Regions from separate parts of the Gasterosteus aculeatus genome. Here region 2 is linked to region 1. The links are chromatin contacts, called in public Hi-C maps. All regions are on one chromosome and are shown on one strand. Each heading gives the region's core, a stretch centred on a gene start, on an enhancer-like site or on the middle of the called end of the contact. The rest is flanking DNA. Distances are from core to core; before and after follow the strand shown. Region 1 holds the start of apobec2a (apolipoprotein B mRNA editing enzyme, catalytic polypeptide-like 2a). Region 2 overlaps LOC120834822 (band 4.1-like protein 1).

Region 1 (5,097 bases), core at 1,975-4,474:
AAGGCAATAACTTAATGTTTTAATTGAATTGTATCGTTGTTTTACGATTGACGGAACGTTTTGCTTGTCTGTGTACACAGTGGGCAGGCTGGTTTTACTAAAATCTAAAACCGACAATGTTTTTACATAAAGGTTAATCACTAATGATTTTGACTGAGATTTTGTCTCAGCGAAATGATGCATCACCGTAATCAGCGCGCATCCTCGTGCTGTTAGCATCGCTGTGTCCATGATGAGACGCACTGTGCTCCGGTGTGTGTGTGTGTGCACTCCAACATTTTTTTGCCACAATGGCTTGGTGTGTATTTCATGATAACTTTGGCAGGCTAGAGAGAAATATCACCTATATCACTAGATTTAGGGCGATCTGCCAATGCTGAATGGTGCTTCATTATAAAAATCATTCTTTATTTTGAATGCAAGATCAGCTTTGCATCGACAATTAAAAAAAAAAGAGCATGCTGACATACCAAGTTGCTATTGGTGTTGTTGCTGTCTTCCTCAGGCATGGGCAAGTACACAGCCAGGGCCACGCAGTTGGCAAAGATGGCCAGTAGGATTATGATTTCAAATGGTCTGAAAGTGATTCATAGGAAGCTTCAGGGCTAACCACGTTAGCTCACTATTTCCCACAACAAATACCCTTTACACACATACACCTACAGCGGTAAACATAAACCATTTAATTATTACTGAAACTACATATGCTGAGGGGCAGCTGCAGTCACAATGAAATGTCATTGTAAAATGTAATGCATAGGGACACTACTACAGCAGGATACTTCCACTCCACAACACTGATGCACGCCTTGCGGAATGGATTCCTAAGTGTCAAGAAGAGGAGAGAGCGTGCAGGCCTTGGGTTGCCTCCTGTAGACATCAGCTTCTTCAGCTTCTCCTTTTGTTTTCTCTTTAGAGTTTCTTCATCCATGATGTAGGATGACAATGGCGGACCGCTGCTATCGGCCATTGCGGCTTCAAAAGGGTATTTTTGCCAAGTTGTAGGAGGTAATCCAAAAGGTCCTTTTTAAAATGTGCAGTAGTCCTTTTAGCTAGTTCGGTACTCATTCATAACCCATCTGAACTTGTCTCAATCATCTCTATCACTCTCTCTGATGGTTTGACTGAGCTCCCCCTCTTTCTCTGTTTATGTCTGCGGAATGGCAGCTGCACCCTTTACTTGTAGGGGATTGGTTTGCTGAGCAGCTGTGTGGTCATGAGAATATATATAGACAATGAGCACGGGTGTTGTAGCATGTGTTGACAAAAGAGGACATTTGATATGACTATAGTGACTTTCACCTTTATATTTTTATTTATAGAAGTGAGTGTCACCAAAACAGAAAAGTGTAAAAGAAGAAAAAACTGCATATAACAAACAAAAACATTTCGCAAGAAATGTTAACAGCGTGGCTGCAACTGCCCAAAGACAAAGCAATACGTAGTAGTAGTAATTTTAATAGTGGTAGCAGGAAGTAAGTCAAATTTGTACCAGTGGTATTAATTGTCGTAGGTTTAGTACTGGCAAGGTAAAAAAGAAGCTATTAAAAAGCCTTGGCACTTAATAGGTCTCAGACAAAGAGGAAGTAATTGTTTGGGAAGTAATTGCAATAGTAGTAATGGTGTAGTTATTAATAAAAGCAATTGTAGTAGTGGTCGTCCTAGTGTTAGTTGTAGTTTTTTAGGGAAAATGTTTCATATTGTCCAACATATACTTGTGTTATAATCATCTGTTGTTAGCGGCGTGGAGCGGCACTGGGAGGAACTTTTTGGAAACTTTAATATTATCAAGGTCTGACTATATTTCTGAGGAATCTGATTAATCTGAGAGGAGAAGGGTTTAAATTAAATAACATGTAACTTAATGTTGCCACCAGGTGACGCTTTTACTGGGAATGAAAATCATCATATGGATGTACAGGGTAAGGAGGTGACGACGTATGAGAAATATGGAGCAGCTCAGCATTTATGGACAATTTAAAACCACTTCAATTTTCATGGCGAATTGTAGTATTTTGCCACACTCGCATAGTTATAGCAATATCTTTTCAAGCTTAATGCGTTTTTTAAAGGCAAAGGTCTAAAGACCACACTGGCCAAATAAAAATTAGAAAAAAAACTAAAAATCCTTAGCGAGGATAATAATTCTATGAAATACAGTCGTAGCGAGAATCCTAAATATTGGAAATCACATATTTTTAGAAGGAATGTGATATTGTTTGGAATACATTTTTACAAGTAGGTATCAAACTTTTGTTGTACATATGCTTATGATGGACTGTGAAGGGTACAAATCTAGGTCCCCAAAGTCCCCCTTTTGAAAACGTTTTCTGGGTTTCAGGTCAATGATTTGATTATGAGAATAAGGGAACTATTGGGTCCACGGTAAAAGAAGATAACCACTATCTTTTTCAGCCACCAGAAGGCTCAGCATGTAAGCATTTGGGCGGATTACCTTCGCAACCTGTTGTCTTTGACAGCCTGAGCTCTATACAGGTGACAATGGCACTGCGTTTTATATAGTTTACTTTTTAGATCTTGCCGCCATCTAACGGAGCCTTCGGAATCAAGCTATCCTTTTCTTGGCCAGCTGGTCTCTACTGATCATGTTATTCTGTGCAATTGTGCAGCTGAAATACTAACACACTTCTGCCACCATGCAAAATGAGCTGCAGTCCCTGTCGGCCCAAAGGCATACAAGCAGAGACCCTGTGTCAGAACTACTGTAAATAGTTGGGGCCCTACCTCCCCCACTTTAAATAGATCTACTGGGTCTGTTAGCTGCAGCTGCCTGCGTGGATCTACCATGGTGTGACCCATATGGGCCTTTAAGGCCAGTGCCAATATTAGATGTTAGATTTAAGCTGCTTATAGACAGAACTGTAAGCTGAGTTTTATTATATTATCCTTAATTGTTGTTCATTATGTGCCAAAAATATATGAATATTATCCGGTGTTTTGTTCTGAACGTTGATTAAATATGTTGAAGCTTTGAATGCTATTAGAACAATACAATTGGTTTAATATCCTTAACTAAGAGCTTTTCAGTTTTTTGCTGGTTGTATTACGTCTGGATAAAGCTCTTCCTCACCACAGTAGACGTATTTTCTCAGGGAGTCATCTTACCAATAAGTGACTAAGTATTCATAAGAGGCTGATGTATAGACGACCTTATGAACTGCATGGTCTAATTCTAGCATTCTCTCCCCCTCTGCTCCCCCTTGGTCAGCTCCTTACTTTGTTCCTCTGCTCTCCCCTGCCCTCTCTACTCTTCAACTACCCCCTCACTTGGTTTTCAATCCTCTCTGCTTGTCTTCTGCTTGGTCTCTTTTGTTTTAGTTTAGTTTAGTGAACCCTACTTCTCATCATGGCGGAGAAAGGATGTTCCGTAACGAGAGGAAAGAGAAAAGAAGAATTGTCCAGCGAAAAGCCCGTGGATGTACAACAAATAAAGAATGAAGGAGGGCATGCACAGGATAACGCAGAGGTCGGTGCAGAAGATTCTCAGGTTGAGCCAATGGAACTACCTGCTTTTGAAATCATCAACGGGTAGGTTCACATCAATAAGTGTGGTCCACAAAACAGTCAATAAACAGAGTGAAAGATGAGCAGTGACCTCATTATGAATGTGCTGTATATTTTTTTTACTGAAGTGATGGTGTGCTCACAAGGTTGAGAGAATATTACGACCCCACATGATTGTACTGAAGCGATCAGAGTTGATTTGAGTGAATCTTCACCTTTACATTTGAGATCTGTGACAAATGTGAGAAAAATCCCCCAAGTGCCTTGCAAAAAACAATGTGTGATAAGCTCAAATGAGATGTCCATATAATGAAGTTTGTTTTACAGGTTGTTTTATTGTAGTAAATATAAAATATCTAAATGTACATTAAGACAAACCTCTAAATTTGATGATGTTGAACACCAAACCCTACAAACCAGTCAAGTATCAGCTTGTGTAAACTTAAACACAAAGTTATTCATCAGTTGCTTGAAAGTTGAGAAGATTCTTTGTTCAGCAGTGTGAATCTACAAGCATTATTCATGCTTTTTAGTAGAGGCTCATTGAAATGTATTCCTGCAGACTTTCCAATGGTTAATTCTTCTGTTTTTGGAATGCAGGAAACATGAGCGCCTGAGACTTTACAGCATGTTGGCTCTTTGCTTTTGGTCTGCGTGACCCACTTCAACTTCTAAGGAAAGTTTGGCCGGTGTCACTAACTTGGAAATGCAGCTAGATTTAGCAAATCTTCACACCCTGTGAACGACTTCATTTCTAAAACGTGACCAATTTAGCTAACTATTAAAATCAATAAGGGAAAATGCGAGAGATATATCAAATATATTACATTGAAATTCATTCTTAGTAATTCTGTTCTAGAACTAGTGCAGGCAAATAATCTCTGATCTTGTAATTACGTCCATTTTGAGAGAGAGAGGATGATTACTTAGTTAATGTGTTACTTTTAAACTAGATTACTGCAATTCTTTATTAGAAAACCATTATTATATTATAAGTGTCTTCAGCCTCTCCAGTTCAGAATGCTGCGGCACGTGTATTAACCAGAACTAAGAAAAGGGATCATGTTTCTCCTGTATTTGCTTCTCTGCACCGGCTCCCTGCTAATTCAAGAATAGAATCGTAAGATAGTTCTCCTCCACTTGCTGGTCAGGCACCGTCTTATCTCAAGGAGCTTATAATACCATGTTGCCCTACTACTCCATAGATGGCGGTCTATTTGTTGCTCCTATAGAGTCTTCAAAAGTCGGATGTGAGCCGGAGCCTTCAGTTATCAAGCTCCTCTGCAGTGGAACCACTTTGAGTCCAAGGCGGCAAACAGTCGCCTCATTTAGGACGAGGTTCAAGACTTTCCTCGTTGATAGCGCTTATAGTTCTCTTACAGGCCTCCTGTAGCCTCAACCGTGCCATTAGATGGGCTTCTAATGGCCTAGAATGCTCGGGGAGTTCCTAGGTTACACTTAGCTCCTCTCACTTCTTCTCTCTCTAGTTCCATAAGGATCTCATTACTGCACATTACTAATTCCATTACTGAAGCACCGGAGATGAGGTGCTTTCTGCAGATATAACCAGCC
Region 2 (5,340 bases), core at 656-3,155, 82 kb after region 1:
AGCACCCCGACATGCTGGTGACAAAAGCCGTGGTCATCAGGGAAAGCGAGTCTCCGACGGAGGAGCTGCAGCAGCAGGCAGAGGTGTGCGACGTCTGATCCATTATTTAACGCTCTAGCAGGCGCCGGGCCAAAATCATTTAAAAGGTCAAAGTATAGTAAGTTCTAAAATGTCACAGTGTAGAAGGTCATGAACATGTCACAGTATATTAAGTCGTCTGACATGGAGATAATAAACATGTTATGGTGCAGTTTCATGACTCATCTGTGATGCTGTTTGTCTCTTCTGCAGTCCTGATCGGCCGTGGTGGCTGCTGAGACGAGGGAGGGGGGCGGGAGAGCATCCAACAGACGAGCGCCTTCCGGTCTGCCCCCCCCCCCCCCCCCCCCCCCCCCCTCTCCCGCAGTACGCCCCCCCCCCCAAGACTCTCTGTGAAAACACTGGAACAAGAACGGACTCACTTCCATGAAGCAGTAGACCTCCACAACCAGCTCTGACTCTCGCCCAACCCCCCCCTCCCACACACACACACACACACACACACACACATCTGTCCTGGGCCCATTGGGTCAGGTGGTCTGAATCCCTCCCCGTAAGGGTCCTGGATGAACAAGGTATAAGAGTGGGGGGGGTTAAATGAACAGCGCCAAGCGGCCTCTCGCTCGATGCCGCCTCCTCCTGACTGCAGCTTCAGTAAAATCCACAGCTGTCTTATAAGCTTTTTACATTTTTATCTATAGAGGATCTAATTTATGTGCAGTGTTTGCTTGTTTATGTATAATGTCAGATAATCTGCATGATGAGATAGATACAAAATAGCAGCGGGAGTGCAAAATATGAATAAATACACAAAGGCATCCATATATGTATATATATATATATATTATGGGTCTGAGCCCCTACAGACCGCTGGGGGGGGGGTCCACTGAGGAAGGACAGCCGGGACTCGTCCGGTTCGCCCTCACCGTTTTTTTATTTTCACGTCAACGTTGAGGAAATGCTGGTCACTGGTTTCGGGCGCCGTCGTACGACGTTGAGAGATATTTTAATATGAATAATGTTTTATTTGAAAGCTTTTCAGAAATGTGATGATTTGACTGACTGCCGTCATGGAGACTGTTTGCTTTCCTCTTCACTTTGACGCGGTCGAGCTGGAAGATTAAGTTAATCAGAGCGAACTCCAAACCAGAGAAGTGGTGCTGCAGGACGCATGCGCACACTTCCCTTTGGGGGGGGGGGGCAAACCCTTCAGTCGTTTCTTTAGTTCTTGTGCCCCTGATATGTTCGTTCATCATTTGAAATATTTTTGTGGTATGAGAGTTATTAATTCGGGCGGCAAAACTACAACTTTTAAGTTTGTGCACGTTCACGAGCATTATCCTAACGTGGTTTTTTTTTTTTTCATTCTGTCGAACTGTATTTATAGGAGTGGTGAATGTGAGGCCTGTGCCCCCCCCCTCCCTCCCCTAGTGTCACCAGGATGACCTTTAATGATATACTATGCATCACTTAATCACCCATAGACCCCCCTGTGATGGAGCTTGACCCTCGCTGGTGACCTTTCGCTGCTGTTAGCCGGAGGCGGAGCATCTCACTCATCGCTGTAAAAAGAAACAAGGAGAAATTGCAATAAGCAGCCATCGCTCGCGTCACCTGTCCTCTAAAAGGAGAAAACTGTGAACTGTAACGCAGAGGCGGTACGCAAAAGGAAGCTTGGAAGTGTCGCCCCCTGCTGTTGATGCGTCGGAGGAAATTCATTTGTTTTTAGTTTTTTTTTCTTCCTTGTTTTCTGACACTGGACTGTTGTGGAGGCACCTCGCTGATGACTGCAGCACGTACGTACACTGTAAAGCTGTTTGAAACGGACTCACCACTGATGGGAGACAGACGAGGGGAGAGATGGAGGGAGGAGGGGCCTCCATCCACATGCACATGCACACATACGGTATATATGCACACTTCTGTGTGGTGCCCATGTAGACTTTGAGCCCGTGGGTGTAAAACCAGCGTCTCATGAGTGGGTGCCTTATGTTCGGAGTGGTGCTGACGAGAGCAGCAGCCGGCGTTATCACAGCTCAGCCGTCAATCATCCCCGAGGCGGACGTGGAAACGACCCCCCCCCCCTCAGTCGGAGGGCGAACCGGAGCTGGTCTTACAAAGCGAATTACTCGCTTGGACCAGGACGGGACATTGAGGGACCCTTTGGGTCCTCAGCGACATGACAATATTTATTGGCCCCATTAACGTGGACAATCCAGATGAGTTCCCATTATGGGTTTTAGGTTGTTTTATGTTCTTTTTTTCCTGAAGAGCATTGAGCTGCGCTGCCTTCTTGCTCTACATCCCCCTCGTGCTTGGTGGTGTGTATTTGCTGTATTTGCATTCAGTCTAAATGGAAAACCTACATGCATAAATAAATGTCTCAGTATGATTCAAACACTGTGTCTGACTCCACTGAAGAGGGGAAGGGGACCAGTTGTCTAATAGTGGACTGTGGGGAAACAAATTCTTTGTCTACTTCATTAAATGACTTTCATCCATCAGCAGTTCGTCATGTGATTAATTGTAGTTTTTTTGTGTGAGAAGTGGAGGCTGCCGTTGACGCCTTGTTCTTCACTGCCATCTCCTGGCCTCCATCAGCACAACGATGCTGGCAGCAGGTTTGAAGAAGTTATTTATATGCTGTTAGCGCCATCTAGTGCGCTAAACGGTCTGATACACGATTGCACTTGATGCCTTTTTGTCCACTTTTTTTAACAACGCAATCCTTTTATGTGGAAAAAAGTAATAGTATATAACGTCCAAATAAGTCAAAGCCAAACAGAGTAATACCATTTCTAAAAGTCAACAAATACCTGTAGTTTATAAGTTGAAGAAAGACACGGAACTGAATTAAATGAACAATGTATATTATGTAAAAAATAAAAAATATATATAAAATAATCGTATAATCTGTCATAAAAAATTGAAAAATAGTATGGGGAAGAAAATAAGACATTCATAGTAGAGCCTGTCAAATAGAAGACAAACTCTGCTATGACTGTCTATAGTATATTGAAATAAATGTCAGCATACATTGCTGTTATTAGTATTAGTTATTAGTATTAGGGTAAATCATACTATGGTATTTTCACGGTTATGGCGTAAAGATCTACAATTGTCACCTGATACACCGGTGACACATCAAGATATGAAGAAGAGATTCCAGCCTCATAGTTATGACTCTTTTATGTCTTCTTTCGTATATATACATGTAGAATATACTGTGGACTTTATTATAGAAATACTACACCTTGACTTTTTCATGACATTGTTGTCTACGTTGTGATTGACAGGTTATAATTATTATGTAACCCTTTCACAGTTTGTTATCAGATCGTAATTTGAACCTTTTGGTCGGCCAAAAATGTATCATTCAACATTTATTTGTAAGTCAACCGTCTTGTTTCACTTCAGAAACGTGAGTGTGGACTCCCTTGTTATTGGAACGGGACCCAAAGTTTTAATCTGTAGCTCTTGGCAGTTTTAATTGGAGCCGTGCTTTGTTAAATCCCCGGAGTATCCCTTCAGTAAACTGTAACTCTACATCCACGTGTTTCATTTGTTTAATTGTAATGTGAACAAGTAGAGAAGAACATACTCCCATATGTTGGTCCCGTGATGTAGTGACGGATTGACCCACAGAGCTTGACATTGTTCTATAAATCAATAATCTTTATTAACACAGTATAAACAACAAACAGCAACAGAGGGAAGCCTCACGTAAAGTGTGTATGGACACCTCGGAGGGGCTGACTGAGACGGGGGGCTCATCATGGTTCAGATACATATAGTTTACACTAAATGATCAGATGCATGAGCCGTGCACGTTGCCAAAGCAAATCGGTCGACTTGCAGATGGACAGAAGAGAAGACAAAGGAATAATCATGCTGAGCAACAGTTAGCTACAGTATGAAACAGTTATTACACAAAAACAAAGTAAATCATCTCTTTAGAAAGGGATTTTTTTATATAAATGATTTGAAGTGTACAAAACAGTATATTACACATTTCTTGATGGATGATTCTGAGCGAGACTCAGTAGCCTACAGCACACTTCCCTTCAAAGTACAAACTACTTAACCGGATTACACGCTACATACAGACTGCGCGGCGCCTCGGCGGCACGGCAGCCCCTCGCGGCCTCAGGAGACTACGGGGAAAGGAAAGGATCAGCAGCATTGTCTTTAAATAAGAACACACACCTATAAAATGCACCAGGCCTCATATATTGCCAATATCCCATGCGAAATATCCGAATGCCATTCAGACGATTCTCGTTCCTCCCACCCGATCCCCACAAACAGACATGTAAACATCCCCGCGGCTGCTTCGCTGTTCAGTGCTCCTAATGGTTTTTCATACACACATGAGAAGTTAAGGCTCTTTAAGGACCTGAGGATTTTGAACGTATGATGAGGCACACGGAAGGCAAAGAATAGCTCTAAACACGGCGCTAACTGAAAGGGGGAGGAGCATGAGACAGCCACAAGCGTCCCGTCACCGGCTATCAATGGCCTCTAAAGCAGCAGTTACTGGTAGCGAGCTTTCATGCGGACGCCTCTAAGGACACCGTCGACTTTTTGGGAGTTCTTGGCCACCTTCTCTGATAGGACTGGCACCAAAAAACACGACGCTTGCGATGCGTTAGCATCCAGCGTGATAAAAGGTCTGACTGCTGCAACCATTGCATCCGTACACGGAGACATCCCGCCTCCTGTCATGGATGGTATTTCCATCCAAGCTCCAAAGATGCTTCAGCATTCTTTTGTTGTGAGAGCAGTGGAAGTGTCTGTCAACGCGTTACAAACTAAATGCATTCCTCTGCGGCAGCGCGGCATGGGGACATTTGGAAGGCCCCACTAAGTGGGCTTTGGGTGAAAGCTACTTTGTATTTAGTCGGCGCACTGCAAAGGGCCTGTGTATCCGTCCTCCATGCAGGAGAACCCAGATACCTACAGAAGAGTACTATTGGTATGCTTTTGCTTTATGCGAGGTGCGATTGGACCGATACTGCGGCAGCTACACCCGATTTATAGGCTCCGCTGCCACGATGACACTCAAACTATTTGAAAAGGATGATACAAGTAAATAAGGTGGTGGAGGCAATTTTACAAAACAATGCTTCTATTCACATGATGGGTATTGAATTCATTAGGTAAATAAATAATAAAGTGCTGTTGGCATCTGTGTCATTTGAAGAGTGCTACTTTTGCTACCTCATTGTTGTTATTTAGCGCTAACGCGTTAGCGTGGTGGTTGAGCATCAGCGTGGGCTGTAGGGGGATTTGAATCCTCTA

What was found. A called contact is a pair of places that touch in the nucleus more often than the background predicts.
Region 2: a Hi-C map of tail fin shows a contact between it and region 1, with 4 times the contacts expected there. The contact joins the enhancer-like site here to the promoter of apobec2a in region 1. A contact is called at or near these places in 2 of 6 Hi-C or Micro-C datasets (skeletal muscle and tail fin).

What each region holds. Positions count from the first base shown.
Region 1 is chr17:20,238,438-20,243,534 of fGasAcu3.hap1.1, forward strand. It overlaps apobec2a (apolipoprotein B mRNA editing enzyme, catalytic polypeptide-like 2a), which reads left to right and starts at 3,225. Exons shown (of 4, transcript XR_013453161.1): 1 at 3,225-3,549. It overlaps LOC120835575 (dihydropyridine-sensitive L-type skeletal muscle calcium channel subunit alpha-1), which reads right to left and starts at 1,159. Exons shown (of 43, transcript XR_013453160.1): 1 at 783-1,159; 2 at 471-576.
Region 2 is chr17:20,321,301-20,326,640 of fGasAcu3.hap1.1, forward strand. LOC120834822 (band 4.1-like protein 1) reads left to right here. Exons shown (of 22, transcript XM_078091701.1): 21 at 1-83; 22 at 292-2,437. The coding sequence ends at 297. cntn4 (contactin 4) reads right to left here. Exons shown (of 23, transcript XM_040204296.2): 23 at 3,697-5,340. Among protein-coding and RNA genes, the nearest start is that of LOC120834822, 47 kb to the left of the region's middle. Within about 2 kb of position 1,906, at least 3 of the 9 cell types and tissues checked have open chromatin away from gene starts, as enhancers often do.